Linked DNA regions of Mus musculus: region 2 is linked to region 1. Evidence: chromatin contacts called from public Hi-C data. All regions are on one chromosome and are shown on one strand. The core of a region is the stretch at or near the end of the contact, and the rest is flanking DNA. Distances in the headings are between cores, read along the strand shown.

The links. A called contact is a pair of places that touch in the nucleus more often than the background predicts.
Region 2: a Hi-C map of pro-B cells shows a contact between it and region 1, with 2.1 times the contacts expected there. The contact joins two enhancer-like sites. A contact is called at or near these places in 1 of 39 promoter capture datasets (pre-B cells), 2 of 15 datasets of contacts at CTCF or cohesin (large pre-B cells and pro-B cells), 16 of 484 Hi-C or Micro-C datasets (the C10 cell line, the C2C12 cell line, the HPC-7 cell line and 11 more), 6 of 115 datasets of contacts at active chromatin or transcription factors (the 230-238 cell line, double positive thymocytes, embryonic stem cells and 3 more) and 1 of 9 other capture datasets (adipose tissue).

Annotation. Positions count from the first base shown.
Region 1 is chr10:118,881,089-118,887,330 of GRCm38.p6, reverse strand. It overlaps Gm40777 (a long non-coding RNA gene), which reads right to left. Exons shown (of 3, transcript XR_872090.1): 3 at 4,990-6,242. It also overlaps a transcript of Dyrk2 not described here and the pseudogene Gm26976. Among named protein-coding and RNA genes, the nearest start is that of Gm40777, 12 kb to the right of the region's middle. Within about 2 kb of position 4,625, at least 117 of the 459 cell types and tissues checked have an H3K27ac peak or open chromatin away from gene starts, as enhancers often do. A contact at or near this core is called in double positive thymocytes, pre-B cells and pro-B cells, where this site is marked.
Region 2 is chr10:118,976,845-118,982,883 of GRCm38.p6, reverse strand. No RefSeq gene overlaps it. Among named protein-coding and RNA genes, the nearest start is that of Gm33624, 27 kb to the left of the region's middle. Within about 2 kb of position 4,498, at least 36 of the 459 cell types and tissues checked have an H3K27ac peak or open chromatin away from gene starts, as enhancers often do. A contact at or near this core is called in double positive thymocytes, pre-B cells and pro-B cells, where this site is marked.

The sequences.
Region 1 (6,242 bases), core at 3,376-5,875:
GTAACCATAAGGCTATGAATTTTCAAAACTATATTGCTAACTTATTTTTCAAGCATGAGAGTAAGAAGTACTTCAGAGAGGTTTATTTCCCCCAAAGTTAATTTCAATATTTTTATATTGGATGGTAAGAAAATATTCAAAAATCCCAGTAAGAAGGCAAAAACTTCACTTATGACTTAAAGTGCAGAGACACTGTTGTTGAATCATAAGCCTGTGGCAGAGGCAACTTATGTGTGGCTAGAATCCATGAACAGGAGAAACCGTAGTCTTTCTTAAGCCCCCAGCCTTTGCTGCCTAAGTAGGGCAGCAGCTACGTGGACAGCAGCCATCTCCAGCCCCTTCCTATGTGAAGTGATCTCATTAGAGTTTCCTAGCTCTAATAAAAGGGAAATTCTGGGGCACTACACCCTCTGTCCCCTGATGCCATCTTTCTAATGTTACACGATAAGTTAACCACCTCTGGGGACTGTAAGTAGGAAAAAAGACATTTCAGTAGGAATTAATTCTGTTTGGTATCTTAGTTAGGGTTTTACTGCTGTGAACAGACCCCATGACCAAGGTAACTTTTAACAGCATTTAACTGGGGCTGGCTTAGAGGTTCAGAGGTTCAGTCAATTACCATCAAGGTGGGAAGCATGGCAGCATCCAGGCAGACATGGTGCAGGAGGAGCTGAGAGTTCTATATTTTCATCTGAAGCCTGCTAGCAGAATACCGGCTTCCAGGCAGCTAGGACTAGGGTCTTAAAGCCCATGCCCACAGTGACACACCTATTCCAACAGGGCCACACCTTCTAAGAGTGCCATTCCCTGGGCTGAGCATATACAAACCATCACACTTGGGGTTCGAGCTTTGCATTTTTGAGTGGATTCATCTGTTTAAATATCAAGTTCACAACAGTGCTTTTATATAAAAAAAAATTAACCCTTTTTACTGGAGAATGGACTATAGCTCTGCATAGCTTGCAAGTGCTCTTTCCCTGAGCTATTTCTTCCAGTCCTTTACATTTTAAAAATCATGTTATGTGGCAAGGTTGTGAGTTGCCTACGCTGACCTTGAACATTCTCTGGAGCCAAGTAGGCCCTAAACTTGTGATCCTCTTGTCTCAGAACCCAAAATAACTAGAGTTAAATTTTATAGAAGTGTTTCTCAACCTGTGGGTCACAGCCCTTTTGGTGGTCCAACAACCCTTTCATAGGGGTCACATATCAGATATTCTGGATATCAGATATTTACGTTAAAATTAACAACTAGCAAAATTGCAATTTATGAAGTAGCAGTGAAAATTATTTTATGGTTGGGGTCATGACAACTCAAGGAACTGTACTAAAGGCAGCAGCGTTGGGAAGGTGTAGAAGCACTGGAATATAGTTACTTATTTTATGAACTCTGATTACAACAGTGCTTTTGATGGTACTAGAGATAGGCTTTAATATAAAATAATTAAATTTCACTACCTTATGTCTCCTGCCGAACGCTTTGTCTTTAAATAAAATTTTGTAAGTACCCTAATTGAATACACTTTTCAGGTGTAATTTCTTTTCTTTTTTCTTTTTCTTTTCTTTTTTTACAATTTGAATTTTTTCTGCTTCAGAAGATGTAAGGTACATTTAAATAATGTAGGCCCAAGAGCTGTAGCACATTTCTGGGATGATGTTAAAAGCAAGCTTGCAAGTGATGGTACTGAATCCACAGACCCAGACTGAGAGCCACCCACAGCTCTACAGGGGCCCAGGAGGAGCCTTTTAGAGATGCTGGAGGCTCCCTTATGCAGCTGACCGGAATGTGCAGCCTCTGAGGTATCAGGCCGAGGATCTTATGGCATAATTCAAAGTACAAACTTTTCTTTATTCACCTGTAGACGTTCCACATGCTTGGGACCGAGCAAAGGCACTTAGCTTTGGAAAACTAGAAAATTGTGGGTCATGTCAAAAGAACATGAGAAATAAACATTTTTATTTTGGCTGCTATACTTCAGAAGATTGTATAAATGTACTCAGGATTGGACGCATACATTTTTCCTTACAGATTTTATTTAAATAATTTAAATATTTAAAGAAATTAAATAATGTCATTTCTACATAATTTATCCATTGAATATTTATTAGGAAACTTTCATTCCCATGAGCTATTCTGGGCACTAAAAAACAGCAGGTTAAAAACACACACACACACACACACACACACACACACACACACACACACACACACACACACACAAGGAAAGCTCCTGTTCTCAGAATGTGTGTTCTAGAAGAAGGAAACAAAGAGAAAACAACTGAGCAAAGATGTGTGTCATGCCAGATGGTGAGAGCACAAAAAAGGTGTGTGTGTGTGTGTGTGTGTGTGTGTGTATGTACATGTGCATGTGTATGTGTGTATACATGTGTGTATGTATGTATGTACATGTGTACATATGTGTCTGTATGTGTGTGTATACATGTGTGAATGTATATGTGTGCATGTGTATATATGAGTGTATATGTGTGTCTGTATGTGTACATGTGTATGTATGTATATGTGTATATATATGTCTATATGTGTGTATTTATATATGTATGTATACATGTGTGCATACATGTGTGCATATGTGTGTGTGTGCATGCTAGGATGCATACTATCTTCAATGGATCTTCAGTGGACTAGGGTTGACTCCAGCCAACCAACAACATGTACCAAAGACTTGAAAGAGGTGAGGGCTTTTTAAAGGAAGAACATTCTAGGCAAAAGAGCTGATACAAATATGGCTCTGGGTGCGAAATGAGTATGGCATAGTGTTTATGTGTGTGTATCATGTACATGCATGTATATACACATGTGCCCCCCCCCCCAATTTCTGTGCATGTGGAAGCCAGAGGTCAACTTTGAGCATCTTCCTCTATGACTCCCCAAGTTAAATTTTGAGATGGTCTTTCTGTAACTGAACCTACCATTTGTGCCTTTGGCTAGGCTCACTGGTGAGCCTCAGAGATCTCCCTTGCCCCGCCCCCTTCCTTCTCTTTGTACCCTCCTCCCCAGGGCTGGAGTATAAGCAAGACTGCCACACTAGCTATCTTATGAATGTCGGGTTCTGATCTTCCTTCACACTTATACCCATTGCACCTCCTTCTCAGCCCTGGGTGTGGAATGCTTGAGAGGCAACAACAGGTCTGTGGTGCTGAAGTGTACAAGGGAGGTGCTTACCTCACAAGATGAGGAGGGAGGGTGAGAATCACTTAGGAGCTTTTAGTTACACCAAGAACTTTGCCTTTGACTCTGGCTACTGAAGAGGCATTAGATTTTGAGAAGTGGTGCAACAGGTTTGTCCAAAAGGGACATCTGAAGGGAACACCTGAAAGGTCATCTGGAAGGGATCCTCATGGTAGCCATGTTGGGAATAAAAGGAGCAATGGAGACTACGTAAGAAGATATTTCTCATGATGCGGTTGAGCTGTAGCGTTGCCTTTAATTATGGCGATATTAGCCATAAAGAGAAGTGAGTGGTTGGTAGAATTCTTTTAGTGTGAGGTTATTAGGTTTTGTAGATGATGGGATGGACGGATAAGAGCAAGAGGAGAATAAACAACCACATTCTACTCAATTTCCCGTGGCTGCGATAAAACAGTCTGGCCGGAAGTAACCTGGGGAGGAAAGGGTTTTATTTGGCTTACACTTCCAGGTCATGGGTCATCTCTGAAGGAAGTGACAACAGGATCCCGAGCAGTAACTGAGGCAGAAACAGTTGTCTCCGGCTCACGCTTCGCTAACTTCCCTATATAGCCTAGATGCATGGCAGCCTGGATTTTCCCTCATGAACCACAACCAAGACAACCTGTCACAGACACGGTCCCAGGCCACTGAAATCTGGGAATTCCTCGGTTGAGCTTCCCTTTTTCAAGATGATTCTAGGTTGTGATAAAAGTTGACAAATAAAACTAGCTGAACTGCTTCAAGGCACACGGCCTGGCTGACCGGAACACCGGAAGTTCCCTACGCCGAGACAGGAAGCACATTAGGGGAAATACTTTGGAAGGGTAGAAGTCTGGCATTTAATGCTGGCCACGATATGTTCAGATACAAACTAGTATGCAGCACTACTGAATAAGCAGGCTATTTCAAGAGTCATCGGTGTCCTAAATGTATTCTTCCCCTGGGCCCTTCCACAGTAGGGAGACATGGGGATTTCTGCCCTATTCAAAACGTGCTCGTGAATGTCTACAGAAACTTCAAGACCTTAACAACTTCCAGACAAAGCAAGATGGTAACTGTAAGGAAACAATGTATGCTTTTACAGTATATGATGAATCCCCATAGAGCTGTCTGCAGTGGCTACGCCAGGTCACCTCAGGTAGATCTCAAACAAGCCATGATTTCAGAGTCTCCACAACTAACTGCGAGGCAAAACGATACTTCTTGTTCCAGATTTTTATTTATAAACAAGACCAGTCTGAGCAGTCTCGGTGTAAATAAATACCCAAATAAACAAAGAAAGGAAAGAGCGGGGAGCGGGGAGATGCGTTCCTATCTGTGGAAAGGCAGTGGTGAGGAAATTCCATTAATTAAAAAACTCATGTAGAGGTTACCGGCATGCTGTAGAAGTAGGTACCACCAAAAGCAAAGGCGCACGTACAATAACAGGAAGTGGTAGGGGCTGTGGTATTCTGCAGGGCCCAGGGTGGAGGTGGGGATAGGAAGGCTTGTATGCCACTATTGTGAAAGATGGAAGGAAGGCTAATGCAGTCTGATTTTGTGTTGTTTCTAGAACAACCAGAAACATGTGTATTTACATGAAGTCTAATTTTAAAAGGCTGGACTCGCGTTCACATTTTCAAAAAGTCCCATGTAAAAGCCAAACAAAACATATCTGCAGAATGCTATTGATTGATGGCTTTTAACTTTCACTTTCTAAATTTGCCAGCTACACGCAAACTGTTTTAATTATTGACTGAGTGGATCTTTTAAATCCCCTCATGGCTTTGACGACCTTTTTTCCTGCATAGGAGAGACCGTGCATTTTACTTATGACCTGAAGTTTCTATTTACGTATGAAGTGCTAATATTCACATATACAGGAGTAAAAGCATACTAATAATACAATATACATAATTCCCCACCTTTTCAAGATTTCTTAAAATGAAAGTTGTCAGCTTTCTTATTGTTTCTGTGTAAAAACTTCTCAGATTATAGCTCTGCGTTAACAACACGGAACAAAGGAAAGTCGGCTTTGCCGACTCCAAAATAGGTTGACATTTTGAAAGACCGTCATGAAATGTTTCTTCAAACGATGTTTCAGAAATCGCAAGAGGTGGAAGAAAAAGGACAGGCTCTGACTGGATTCAACCCATGGTGGAAAGGATTTTTATTATGATCCTGGGTGTTTTTCATATTTCCCCCAGTAAGTCATTTTTTCATCCCCCCTTTTTTTCTGGAAATCTTCACTGAAAGAAAGGAACCCAAGATGATGGAGTAGACTTTGTGGGGCACATTACCTTTTTCCTTCCCAATAGGTGGCTGGAACCTAGTTCATGACCCTAGAGGAACTAGCGCTCATTGTCAACTCAATACAATCTAGGTGTAATCTAAGAAGTCCTAATGTGGATTGTCTAGACTAGGTTAGTTATGCACGTGTCTGTGAGGGATTATTCTGCATAGATTGATCCCAGTGGGACAGTCCTCTAGACAGGAAATGGTGGACTCTGTGAGCATGGAGAGAGCAAGCTGAGCACTCTGGTGCATTCGTAAACTCCTTGCTCTGTGGTCTTGACTATGGATGTAATATATGCCTCAGGTGTCCTGACTTCCCCACAAGAATAAACTATAAATGAACTGTGAACCAACTAAATTCCTTAGCCCCTAAGTTGCTTTTATCAAGATGTTTTATCACAGGAAAACACACACACACACACACACACAAAATTGGGAAGAATTCCATCTTCCGGAGAACTCTTGGGGGTCGTTTGCCCTGGAGTGGCTTCATTTCCACACGCTGCATGTATCTATACAGTTGGAAGGCAGGTTCTTCTTTCTTCCTGCTTTACTTTTGAAATAACTGAGAGAAGGGATGCCTGAGTGGGGTTAGTTCTTACAATTCCAATAGCTGGCATGTTAGGTGGGCAAGTGACTTCTTTTTCCCTACAGTTAAAAACGCAAGGTTACATATAATAGCAGAAGCTGCCACAGTCGGGTGATGAAGTGCAGGTGCTGGGATGCCATCCACCATCTTCCTTAGACAGAGCCTTCACTCTTACTGATGAGCACGTAGAGG
Region 2 (6,039 bases), core at 3,249-5,748, 96 kb before region 1:
GGAGCAGAGTCTGGGATCCTTCATTTATCCTCAGGGATCTGGAGATCCAAAAGTCCTCAGCGGTAGGGTGGGCGGGGCTTCTGCACGGCTCTAGTGAGTCCTCCTCCCACCCAAGGGGAGACCAAATCCTTATCCAATCTGTGCTCGGCTTGGACACAGCCTTTCTCAGAGAAGCAGGACCCGTTTTCCCAGTCTAGAGTGGTTTAGTCCCTCAGACCTGAATGGAAGCAGTTTTCAGCCACAAGGACAGCGCCATGAGGTCTTCTTGATACACGCAGAACTCTAAAATACTCCGTATGATGCTCCTGTGAGACTTTCATTGAATCTTAGTGGAATTAGAACCACTCTCGTGAAGAATAACTTTAAAAAGCCAAACAAGGAAGTGGTAAACAAGAAAGAAAATAAAGATTGGCAGAAAAGCAAAAAAAATTTTTTTTCATTACTCCTTTGAAAATTAACCATAATGATTTCTGAATCATTACCAGCCACACAAACGGGATTCTATACTAAGAGGAAATGGGACCTTTTGTTTTTGTTTTTATTTTTATTTTTGTTTGTTTATTTATTTTTATTTTTTTTACAGAAAAGGAAAAGGCCCCAATAGCGAGGGATTAGGGCACAGACAAATAATAGCACCAAGCTTTTCAGGAAAGGGGCTGCCTGCAGCTTTGTGGGAACTCTACCAGTAACAGGGTGGTTATTGAGATGTCATAGAGCAGATTGAGAAGTAGATGCAGAGGCAGGGGGAGGAGAAAGAACAGGGGCGACATTTTTCAGTGGCTTATTCACTTCTCTGCTGGCTGACAGTCAGTGCTGGTGACAGTCCCACCTCACCCTGGCTCAGAAGAGAACAATCTGACTGAATAAAACAAAAAGAAGCCACACTAGCATCATACCCTGCCTGGGTAGACTAGAGGAGGGAACTCTGCAATTCTCTGGTGCTCAGAGCGTCTACAGGTATTGGTGGGTTTGTTGTACAGCACAGATTTTTGCTTGCAATGCAAAATTGGAATCCTTTAAGTACTTTCAATTAGCTGCACAGGCCCCAGAACAAGATTGAATAATGGGTGTGTGTGTGGGGGGTCTTGGAACATTGTGGAAATCTCAACTAGACCTGTTTGAGTTCTGGCTGAACTGTTTCTGAGAGCAATCTGTCATCTGGGGACAAGTTTCGTCATCTAAGGAGAGTGAGTCCATCCGACAATGACAGACTCATTCATGTAGCCCATGGGCAATAAGGAAGTGTCCCCCGAGGAAGGGTGTGCAGGCCTTCAATCATTACGTAACCACTGCAAGTCTCTGTTTCCTCATCTGGGAAACAAGAGTGAGTGACGTAATTTGTGGATGTCATCTGGGATCAAGTTAGAAGTTATTCATCTACTGAACAAAGGTTTTTTTTAAAGTGTAAATTGTGTGCTTAGGGATCTTATTAATGAACAAAATTTCCAAGGTCTGAGTCTTCACTGACCTACATTCTTGTGTAGAGAAATGGACAATACATGTAGTAGTATATGTATCAGAGGGTATCTGATGAAAAGCTGGGTAGATAGGAGACAAAGGGAGAAGTAAATCATGTAATATTGTGTAATGGTAAAATATCTCGCTAAGACAACATCTGAGCAAGACCAGAAAGAGGACACATGAATGGTGTGGACCTCTGGGGGCTAAGCCTTCCAGATAGAAGGAGCAGCAAGATCCTCGAGTGCATACAGCACCACCGTCTGGCTCATGAGCTGGCTTAGTATTACAGGAGTGCTAAAACTGCAGTGTGGACAAATAGACCCAAAGTAGGGATGAGCGGAAGGAAGGTTAGCAGGTAGAAGGCTATTGTAACAATCAAGGAGCAAGATAAGCGCCCTTTCAACAGGACGGCAAAAACGGCAGTGGTGAGCAGCGATTGAGATTTACAGCCCAATGGAATTGTTCATGGATTGTTTTTGGGATTGTTGAAAAGTCCCAAAGGATTGCTCTGCCCTGGGAGGAGAAATAAGGAGTTATGGGACAAGGTGATGGAGACCGTGGGACGTGAGGACTTCCTTCTTGCAAGTGTTCAACCAGACTTAAGGTAATCTAAGCAGAGATGTGTCTGAGAATGTAGGCAGCAATAGGACAATGTATACATGAAAATGTACATAATTCATATATAGAGAAGGAGAAGGAGATGAGAGGAAAGGAGGAGGGAGAGGGAGAAGAAAGGAGCATTCTTTAAAGAGTCTTACAATTTGACATCTGGAGAAAGTATTTTAAGGAGTTCTGAGGTTTGCCATCTGTGTGGGGTAACAGGGGGGCACCTCTAACTGGGGGACACCTCTGTCACCTATAACTTTTCTTTGTGTGTTTTGAAATGTTCACTCCTGTTGTGAATACCTTTGCTTGCGTACCCCAGTGGCCTCCTATGCTTGGCTCTGACAGCATTCCCAGGAACCTTGGAGAGGGGATGAGGCTGGGGTCAGTTGTACTCTGGTCAGCATCCTTCAGTATTCTAAAACAGCTTTTCGAGACATAATCAGAACACCGTGCAATGCATCCATTTAAGGTGTGTAACTGGGTGAGTTGTACACGCTCGAAGCATATGCAAACACCACCACAGTTAATTCTAGCACATTAGCGCCACACCCAAAAGGAAAGGAATATACTTTAGCTGCCTCTCCCGTCTCCCCAACCTGCCTGGGTCTGAGGTTTGAGGCAGCGATTTCATGCCCTGCCTGACAGATTTTCCTGTTGTGACCATCTCATATAAATGGAACCAGATGACACGAACAGTCCTAGTACAACTTCCTTCTTTTGACACCATTTTCAATTTTACCTATCCCGTAGCACCGACAGTTCCTCAGTCATCCTCATAACCAAGTAATGCCGTGTTGTGTGCTCACGCCATGTTTTTCTGGTCTTCACATCACTTGATGCTCCTCAGGTTCCTCCGCCTCTGGCTTTCTAGACGAGGCCTTTATAAATGTGTGGATACGATTTTTGGTTCAGCACACACATATGGTAAAGTATGAAAGCAGTGGCCTGTGTTATGAATGAGGGCCGGTCTTTGCTTGCTTTATTCTCTTTACTTCTGAGCCCACCAACCTTTTGCTCTCTGCTGAGACCAGTCTCAAGGACCCATGTGCTTTAACCATTCCTGATATTCAGCCTGAGTTTCACCCCCACGTGGAGCCCCAACACCACAGAAATGTTTCCTTCTCCCCAGAGGCTTGGGAGAACTTCTATTGCTTCGAAGAGCACAGAGCTAGTCTTTCTCCTACCCCTAGTGGAGACTTGGCTACCTGCCTGTCGCAGCAGGAGTGCTCGTCTCTCTTCAGCGCATGCGCAAGGGTCTCCTGCTTGCGCAGCCCCAGGTGTGACCCAAAGCCAGCGCAGAAGGAGCCCAGCTGTGTCTCAGCTTTCCAGGCCCCAGGGAGGGGTCACGGCTTCCGACTTCCGACTTTGGCAGCTGAGCCTTGTTGAAGGTCTGCTTCTTTGCTGTAGCCTCTTCCCAAGCCAGCTGTCATGGTCCTGAGGTCAGGAAGAAGCGACCTCTCATTGTGCTGCGAGAGGTGGCCCCTTGCTGAAGAAGGCTGTTCTGGTCTCCAGCATGGTCCCCTGTGACTTAGTACTTAGTGGGACTGAGGCTGCAGTTCTTGGCTTTTGCTGGGTCTTTTCTGTCTTAGAGCCTTCACACACAGGGGACATTCAGAACACGGGACATTCAGAACACTGGGGACATTCAGAACACATCAGAGGAGTTGAGAAGGTGGGGCAAAGGAGCAGCTTCCATTCTCATCTGCAAAATGGGGACAGTGACAGTCTCAACTGAGATGAGATGAGAACTGGAAACAGGACATGAAATAAATAATCCTTGTCACATAAGCTTTCAGTATAATTTCTTTCTTTCTTTCTTCTTCTTCTTCTTCTTCTTCTTCTTCTTCTTCTTCTTCTTCTTCTTCTTCTTCTTCTTCTTCTTCTTCTTTTCCTTCTCCTTCTCCTTCTTCTTCTTTTCTCCTTCCTTCCTTCCTTCCTTCCTTCCTTCCTTCCTTCCTTCCTTCCTTCCTTCCTTCCTTCCTTTCTTTCTTTCTTTCTTTCTTTCTTTCTTTCTTTCTTTCTTTCTTTCTTTTTCTGAGCTCAGTTTGGTAGGATCATCACAAAACAAGCCCGGGTAATAACAGGACTCCAGAGAGTAAGTTCTGACCTCCAGAGTCCTGACCCCAAATCTTTCCAGCTTCTGACACAAGCAAGATGTTGAACCTTTCTGTCTCCAGGTTTTCCTCTGAGCCCTCTCCTGGGAAGCTGTAAGAGCTGAGATAACACAGTTCAGGGCTAAGGGCAACACTTGGCAATAAGGAAGTAGCAGCCACTAGTTGAGGAGCTGTAGAAGGACCGAGAAGGGAGGTGCATGGGCTAGATCCCCGTCAAGAAAGCTTCCTGAGGGAGCAGCCATCCAAGCAAGGCAAGCACACGTGCGCCAGACAGCACCAGGTGCACAGGCTGTGGATGCCTGTGAGACAGAACAGCAAAGACAACGCCCAAGGCAGTAAAAGCCCTTCGAACCGGAAATGCCTAAAGGGGGCTCAGACAGTGAATGTGGAGAGTTTTCTGGGTCCCACCACAGCCAGCAAAGAAGCTGCAACTCTTGATAACTTGGCTGGTTCTACATCAGTGAATCTGAAGGTCGCGCTCTTAGCAGCCTTCATAGTAGGAAACTCAGACCCCATGCACGCTGTGTGCTGTCCTCTGATGCTAATGCGTCCCACCAATTCCGAGGCGTACAGTTGTATCTTTCCTCTAGTCTTTGGGTCAGAGTGCACCTCCCAATTCCAGCCCACCTTGCTGAAGGTCAGGTATCCGAGGCTCCAGGGCCTAACACTTATAGCTTTGGATTCTCAGGTTAAGGATTTGAATAAGACAGAATTTGCAAATTCTTAGGAGGATGCTGTGTGAGCAGCTTGTAGCTCAAGTTCCCTGGGGCTGTGCGATCTCTGCCTGACTGTGCTCACTTCTCATTTCTGCCTGCCCTGAACTGCAAATGCATCATAATCTAACTCCGTGTAGGTGCTTTCTATAAGAGTTCACTGGAGGACATTCAAAGTCTCCTAATGCTAACACCGAGCTTTCCAGTCAGGAACACCTCAAATGTTACAGAAAACAAAATTTGATTCCATCTGTGGATGATCTGTTTAATATCTTCTCATTTCTAAGAAGAAAAAAACCAACCAAACAAACCCAAAGGTTAAAATGATGTTACATGTGGTCTCACACATGTGATGCAGGCAGAGTTCTGAGAATAGAAGGCAGTTTCTGTGTGCCAGACACAAAGGGTTAAATAGAGAACTTGGGGTTTCAGTGACACTGTGGGATGCAGAGAGGGGGACAAGGATGCCTGTGCTGGAGGTCACAGTTTCAATCAATGATGGTTTAAGTGAGTAGGCTCATCTTGGTGGCTTGCCTGGTTGCTGCTCCACTTTTCAGGAGGCTTAGAGAAACCTCATCTGCTGGGCCAAAGCAGGCAGCTCTGGAAAGTTCTCTGGAAGCTACAGAAAATCTCTGCCCTGTCCCTAACATCTGCCTGCAACCGCCTCTGGAAATAGCAACTACTTCCCCTTGCGTCCTGACTTGCAAAGCCACACCAATTCCTCTTGAAGGCAAACTCTAACCTGGATCAGCTGGAAAGGAAACATGAGTCTCTCAGCCTTAGGGTCTCACGAGCGTTGGGCTCGTACCCTAAGGTACTTGGCGGTTTTCATCCTTTAGCAAAGTCTCTGGGGTCGGGTGCACCTTCCACTTGATTTTGTTACCATCCCTGGTTACCTGGATGAAGGCAGGATCTCCCAGAGGTTGTCTTTGCTTTGGTTGGCTATCCAAGGCATACTGCTCTTCCAGATGCAGGGTAACCAAGACTTCTTCTCAGAGCATTTTACCGCTGTTATATAAACACAAAGATTCTCAGTGTCGAGGAACCAGGGACACGCATGTATCTTTTAAAGATGCCCCTGGCCATACATCTGTCCCCCTTGCTGTGCTTGGCATTTCTATTGTCAACGGCAGTTGTTAAGAAGG